Linked DNA regions of Mus musculus: region 2 is linked to region 1. A link is a contact called in public HiChIP or PLAC-seq data. All regions are on one chromosome and are shown on one strand. The core of a region is the stretch at or near the end of the contact, and the rest is flanking DNA. Distances in the headings are between cores, read along the strand shown.

Evidence for each region. HiChIP or PLAC-seq counts read pairs in DNA pulled down with a chosen protein or histone mark.
Region 2: a contact with region 1 is called in an HNF4G HiChIP or PLAC-seq map of pancreatic cancer cells. The contact joins the enhancer-like site here to the promoter of 2700054A10Rik in region 1. A contact is called at or near these places in 3 of 39 promoter capture datasets (the C10 cell line, cranial neural crest and second pharyngeal arch cranial neural crest), 2 of 484 Hi-C or Micro-C datasets (brown adipocytes and cerebral cortex), 5 of 115 datasets of contacts at active chromatin or transcription factors (embryonic basal ganglia, embryonic forebrain, embryonic midbrain and 2 more) and 3 of 9 other capture datasets (adipose tissue, liver and pancreatic islet).

The regions. Positions count from the first base shown.
Region 1 is chr17:13,552,167-13,555,642 of GRCm38.p6, forward strand. It overlaps 2700054A10Rik (RIKEN cDNA 2700054A10 gene), which reads right to left and starts at 1,928. Exons shown (of 4, transcript NR_045437.1): 1 at 1,847-1,928.
Region 2 is chr17:13,742,288-13,745,763 of GRCm38.p6, forward strand. All of the region lies in intron 1 of Tcte2 (t-complex-associated testis expressed 2), which reads right to left. Among named protein-coding and RNA genes, the nearest start is that of Afdn, 17 kb to the right of the region's middle. Within about 2 kb of position 1,609, at least 113 of the 459 cell types and tissues checked have an H3K27ac peak or open chromatin away from gene starts, as enhancers often do. A contact at or near this core is called in pancreatic cancer cells, where this site is marked.

The DNA of each region.
Region 1 (3,476 bases), core at 678-3,177:
TGCTGTGCTTTGCTGTGCTGTGCTGTCTGTGCTGTCTGTGCTGTGCTGTGCTGTCTGTGCTGTCTGTGCTGTGCTGTGCTGTGCTGTGATGTCTGTGCTCTGCTGTGCTGTCTGTGCTGTGCTGTGCTTTGCTGTGCTGTGCTGTGCTGTCTGTGCTGTGCTGTCTGTGCTGTCTGTGCTGTCTGTGCTGTGCTGTCTGTGCTGTGCTGTGCTGTGCTGTGCTGTCTGTGCTGTGCTGTGCTGTGCTGTCTGTGCTGTCTGTGCTGTGCTGTCTGTGCTGTGCTGTACTGTCTGTGCTGTGCTGTGCTATGCTGTGCTGTCTGTGCTGTGCTGTGCTGTGCTGTCTGTGCTGTGCTGTGCTGTGCTGTCTGTGCTGTCTGTGCTGTGCTGTCTGTGCTGTGCTGTGCTGTGCTGTCTGTGGCTGTGCTGTGCTGTCTGTGCTGTGCTGTGCTGTCTGTGCTGTGCTGTCTGTGCTGTGCTGTGCTGTGCTGTCTGTGCTGTGCTGTGCTGTCTGTGCTGTCTGTGCTGTGCTGTCTGTGCTGTGCTGTACTGTCTGTGCTGTGCTGTGCTATGCTGTGCTGTCTGTGCTGTGCTGTGCTGTGCTGTCTGTGCTGTGCTGTGCTGTGCTGTCTGTGCTGTCTGTGCTGTGCTGTCTGTGCTGTGCTGTGCTGTGCTGTCTGTGCTGTGCTGTGCTGTCTGTGCTGTGCTGTGCTGTCTGTGCTGTGCTGTCTGTGCTGTGCTGTGCTGTGCTGTCTGTGCTGTGCTGTGCTGTCTGTGCTGTGCTGTGCTGTCTGTGCTGTGCTGTGCTGTCTGTGCTATGCTGTCTGTGCTGTGCTGTCTGTGCTGTGCTGTCTGTGCTGTGCTGTGCTGTCTGTGCTGTGCTGTGCTGTCTGTGCTGTGCTGTGCTGTGCTGTCTGTGCTATGCTCTCTGTGCTGTCTGTGCTGTGCTGTGCTGTGCTGTGCTGTGCTGTCTGTGCTGTCTGTGCTGTCTGTGCTGTGCTGTGCTGTCTCTGCTGTCTGTAATGTGCTGTGCTGTGCTGTGCTGTCTGTTCTTGCTGGCTGGTGACAGGACAGAGGCTGTGGAAACATGGGACAAGAGTAGCTCTGAGGTAAAGAAGGTTTGTCCTTCTTAGACTATTGGCTCCAGGAATGTGGAATGGCTCTTTGTTTTTCTATTTTGGCTTAGACTAAAGCTATCGCTTAAGATAAACTCACTATCCACCACCTTCCAGTCTGTCACTTCATTTAGAACGTCTTTGATATTCTTCTCTTATCAATGGCACATAGATAAAACACACAGAATAATTATGTACTGTTTGTGCAATCACAAGTGTCTTGGTTAGTCTTGGGTCAACTTGACACACTTGAGAATTCTGTGGAAAGAGAAACCTCAAGAGAGAAAACACCTTTCTCAGATTGGCCTGTAGGCAAGTCTGTGGGGCATTTTCTTGATTGATGATTGATCTGAGACAGTCTAGCTCATTGTGGGTGAGACTACCCCTGGGCAGGTGATCCTGGTTAGTATATGACAGCGGCTGAGCAAGCCATGGGGAGTAGGCCAGTAAGCAGCATCCCTCCATGGCCTCTGCATCAGCTCCTGCCTCCAGGTTGCCTAAATAGACTGTGATCCAGCATATGTAAGCCAAATAAACCCTTTCCTGTCGAAGTTGCTTTTGGTCATGTTTCACCATAGCAACAGAGAGCAAACCAGGGCATGCATGCATGGAAGTGGGCCGGGAAGTATATCCACTCCCTATCCCCATCGACACTTGCTTCTTAGCTCAATTCAAAGCTGCTTGCTTTTCTTTTCAGCTTCTTTTATGACCAGGTTGCCTTGAATACATACAGGCAGGCAGGTCCTCTCCTTAGGCTTCACAGTCAGGGGGCTTCACAAACTCAGTGGACAGCAGAGAACCTTAAATAAACCTAGAAAGGAAAACAGGACATTAAAGTGACTTTCTTCCCCAAAAGATTAAAAATTAATAAAACAAAAATCACACTACCCCGCCCCCTGACAGAAACATGTATTTCAAATTGGCTTGGTTTCTATTTCTCCACATTCTTTTACATTGCTAGGCCCTTTGCTTCTTATCACCATGATTTCAAAGAAACTTTCAAATTGTTTTGTTTTACTATAGATGCAACGTGAACATGTGACCAAGCCTCTTCTGATAGCTCAGAGTTTTTAACTCAAATCTTCTGTGCATTTCCCTTAAGGAAAGTTACTGTTCAAATGTTCGATGCATTTATTTGTTATTTGTGTGTGTGTGTGTGTGTGTGTGTGTGTGTGGTGTGTGTGTGTGTACATGCCAGAGTGCCAAGAACCCGCTAATTCCTCTGAAGTCTTGGAATTAAATGTAGGGTCACAGTAAGGATGCTGCACCTGATTGGCTGACTGGGAAAACACAAAGAGGGTGAAAATAGGACCAGTCAGGGAAGATCTGTCAAACCCTACATGGGGAGAGAAACCCCCCACCCGTCAAATTGCTAAAAGATCTTAATCTCGTCCGTGGTCTGTCTCTGCATATACTTAACTGGTTAAAATGTTTAGCAAAAGACTTTTGTTATGGTTGTTTCTGCCATCTCCTCCCTTCCCCCAGCAGCTGCAGCTACAGTGAAGGCTATCAGAGATTCATCACTCTGCCTCTGAGGCTTAACTCTGCTTAGCTATCAAACCTGTCGGTAATCTCTGTCTTAGGGACCTCACATACTCCTAATGCCAATGAGAGGTCCTTCCCCTGCAAGGTGTCTTGCCCATAGGCTGTGGCCTCGCCCTCTTTGCAATGACTTGTTACTCAGTGGCTCATTTTGGTGGACTCAGAATTCACTCAACTCCTCCCCCGCTGGTGAGCGTCGATCCTAGAATGGCTTTAGAAAACAAGGCTCTTTGCAGCCCAGCTCTCATGCTGTTTGTAAACTGCAGGGCAGTCCTAACAGTAGGACTGGGGAGCCAAAGAGGACAGGGGTAATAAGCTGCAGACTCCCAGCAGGTTGCTGAGCAGACTGACCGCAGCAGCAGAGGAGACAGCTAGGTGGCCCTTCTCTTGCTTGTAGGCTTGAATACTTTTTTAAAAATTCTCTAATAAAATATTTCTTCCTCTTCTCCTGAGGTAGTTTCACAGGTTACAGATTAATCTTCTGAGGAGAACAGAGTAGAGAGTGTGCCTGTCTCCTGAGAGCAACCTCACTGGAGGGCTGCTAGCTTACAGAGTCCCCGTGTCAGAGCCACTTCTGTCCTGTGGCCAGTGAACCCTCACTGGGCTGGTGAGGTGAGTTAGGTGTGGCCTTAGTATCAAGGGTGGAGACATTCTGCCTGGGTTTCCCAGAGCATGGCCAGGCGCCTAAGCTGTCATGTGATCACTTTGGATGTGTGTAAGAGAAAGAGAGAGAGAGAGAGAGAGAGAGAGAGAGAGCGCACATGATATTTATTTCTAAAATGCACCAGCTGCTTCAAAAAGCATGTGGAATGGGACGGC
Region 2 (3,476 bases), core at 359-2,858, 190 kb after region 1:
CCCATACCCTTGGCTGAACCTGAAGGCTGGGACCTATAGCCTCCAGGGGACCAGGAGTGCCTGCCCTTCTTGCTCTTTCTTCGCTGTCTGCTGTCACCCTCTCTTCTCCATCTCTGATTGGTAAACAAGTTTAAGCTAAGGGTCCCAGGAAGACAAATTACCCTTTAAGGGGTTAACTGGAGGGAGCCCTATGGAGGGATTGTTTACACAGGTGTGGGCAAGATTAAGGGAACTCAGAAGGGTGAAGAATGTCACCTGACCCCTTCACATGGGATCTCCATAGCAGGCAGCTAGCTCTGAAGGCATACAAGTGACAGTTGGTGATTCCTGAGCACTGGAGGAACTGGGGGAAATGAGGAAGGACTGTGAAGGGGCACCAGCTCTCTTTGTTTAGTTTAAGATGTTCTAAAACTGATCGTTGTGATGGCTGTTTAACTCCCCATGTTTCAGAAACCACCCACTATCAGGCTTTGTGAATGAAATGTCAGTGAAGCAAATAGACTGGCGAAAAGAAAAAAGAAAAAAAAAGAAAAAAGAAAGAGAGAAAAAGAAAAAAGGAAAAAGAAAAAAGGAAAAAGAAAAAAGAAAAGAAAAGGAAAGAAAGAAAGAAGAAAGCAAAGAGCTGCTGGCTAGCTGTAGGTTTTACCATGTGTTTTCCAGGATCAGGGAGGAGCCAGAGGTATGGAGCCTACAGCCCAGTAGGCTCTGAGAGTCACCTAACAAGGCTGAAACCAGGAAGGAATCCAGCTACTGCCTGATCTGGTACAGTGAGGGACAAGCAGAAGGCAGGCCTTGGTTTTCCCAAGCTGCCTTTTACCCTGTGCTTCCTGCTGCTCAGACCCAATAGAGCAGACCCCAGCCTGCTGGGCACCGGGCAGGTGCATCAGGACAGAGGACAACCAGAAAGCCTTGCTGGAATTACTGGAATTGACAGTCTTCCTCCTTCCTTTGTCCTCAGAACTTGCCTAAGCCTCAGTGGGCTCCTCCCCAGCTCCTGCCCTGTAAAGCTTCCGAATGCAGCTTGTTTAGTACAGTGCCCCTAGATTCAAGCTCCCTGGAGACCCAGGGCTACAGGGCCCCCACTTGCCTCTTGAACAGCTCTCTGACCTTTGCAGGTCCTCGGTGTATCTTGTTAGTAAGAAAAATCCATGTCCCCATGGTGCTTATCATCTGGGAGGATAAGGAGGAGGGAGGTGGGTAGTGGGTGGCAGCATGCATCGAGTGCCTGCTTCTTACTTGGCTTCCACAAGCACAGAAGTCACTGCCTCTTCCCTCTGCCACACTCCAGGCATCATTTGCACGATCCACAGAAATTATTACAAGGGCTGCCCCAAGTGGAACTCTACAGACACTGACCTTGCGCTTAGTGTGGGAAAGGGTGAGAAAATGCGCACTCCCAGCAGGCAGGCCCATCCCCTAGCTGTGTTTGCTGCTTCAAGTGCTTCCCTGTGCAGTGAAGGTGTGTGACACCGAGAGCTAGAAAGGAGGCGAGGAAGGCGCTTCCCATAAGCCAAGGCTGCCTTTATGAGGCGTCTGTGTGGTTCTCACAGTGCCAGAAGTAGTTGTTACGGCCTCTGTTTACAGATGAAGATATGGCCTTGGTGTTGGGAAACAGTCACAGCAAAGGAATGTGCCAGCAGCAGGCCAGCCTGCTTTTCCTGCCTGCTGCACCTGGGGAGCCCAGAGTCATCAGGAAGCCAGGTTCACACCTCTGTGCAGCTGCTGGCCATGCACTTGTGTGGATGGTGTGTGCTTTAAGCCTCCTGTTCCTGCTAGTGACAGTCCAATAAACACATCACAAACGCAGCAAAGCATAGGGCGGCTGGTACAGATGGGCAACTGCACTATACACTAAAAAGGGATTTCGGAGATGGCCTCCTGAAAACTAAGGATCTCAGGCAAGGATGCACCTTCTGGCAGTGGTGCCTCAAGGATGAATCCCCAGAAATACTATATAGAGGTCTTTCCAGCTAATGTAAGCAGCACACAGGGCCAGTCCTGATTTTTTTCTTAGGCAGAAGTTCTAATAAAATGGTTTGGCAAAGAAATGCTGTTTCATTCTCCCTGTGAAACTTTTACAAGAAACTCTGCTGCGATTTCTTAGCATGAGAGACTTTTCCGTGGTTGATTTGCCATGTACGATCACGTGTTGGCAGATGGTACGCACACTGGCTGACTGGAGATGGAGAAGGGAGTGGGAGTGGGGTCGGAGCAGTCTCCATCAACACTACAGTGCTATGAGATCCTTAAGCAGAATTTACCATTGGAAAAATATGTGAGATCTTCAGTACAGGCCCACAGAGAGCTCTGGAGCTAGCAAGTCTGTAAGGGGACTGCTCTCATTAGGAACAGTAGCTCATTTTCCTTCACATTATCTATTCATAATCCATATACTACCTGCTATAAAACACAGTAAGACAAAATCACTGGACAAATTGTGGTATCTGTCTACTTACAGCATGTGCTGTGCTGTACCAGACACCTACGGGGTTGCTAACATTGTTATTAAATGCTGGAAGCTCGGATCCATTGTATGGAAGGATCTGGAAAAGGTAAAAAAATACACCCACTTTCACCTCTCAGTCTGCCGTGCAGGTCTCCCCACAGTGAGGTATTTGGATCTGTTAATAATTACACTTCCCAGTTGTAACCTGTACAAAACCCAATGAAGTGTGGACTCACAAGGTGTCAGCTCTCGGTCTCAGGGAAGGAGACTTCTTAGGCATAACTGCTTGTCAGAGCCATTCTCAGTCAGCCTGGAAGTTGGCACTCTGCCCTGGTGTCATGCTTTCAGAAGCAAAGACTCCCTCGCTCTCACCACAGTCTGCAGTTTGCATTTCTAGTTTGTGACAGCTCCCTTTACTGGACAAGACCCCTGGGGGGTGACATACAACAGCACAGGAGGCCGTTACAGACAAGGTGGGTTTGTGTCATAGCTGTGTCCAAGTTCGGGGAAACTCCTATCTGACCTGAGCCCACCTTTTCTATCTCAAGACTGTTCAACCTATTTCTACAAGTGTTAGAATGGTAGCCAATGAATGGTTGCCACAGCTGTCAGAGCATGGGAGAATTCTCTCCCAATGGGGACCAGTGTCATTTCTCTTAGTAGGTCAGCAAACTCGATTGTTCAGAGAGTAATCAGCCTATTAAAGGCCAGCAAGTCTACTATGGTGAAGAAACAGCTCACCTCTATAGAGGGCTGCCTCTCCAACTCAGCCCTCTGAACCATACAACAGAGCAGCACCAGACAGGACTAATCAATCAGTAGATGAAAGACACAGTCAATCTACCACACTCCTGAGCTTCCCCTCCCTCCCAACATCCTTAAGACAGGCATTTGCAGTGGCAGACCTATTCCTGTCAACACGTTTAACAGTGCTTTGCTGGTTGCCATTATTGTGCTGCACCTTTCCTGAGCAGAATGAGAAAGCAGAAAGCCAGTCAGGGGGCTGGAGGGATAACTCAGTGCTTAAGAG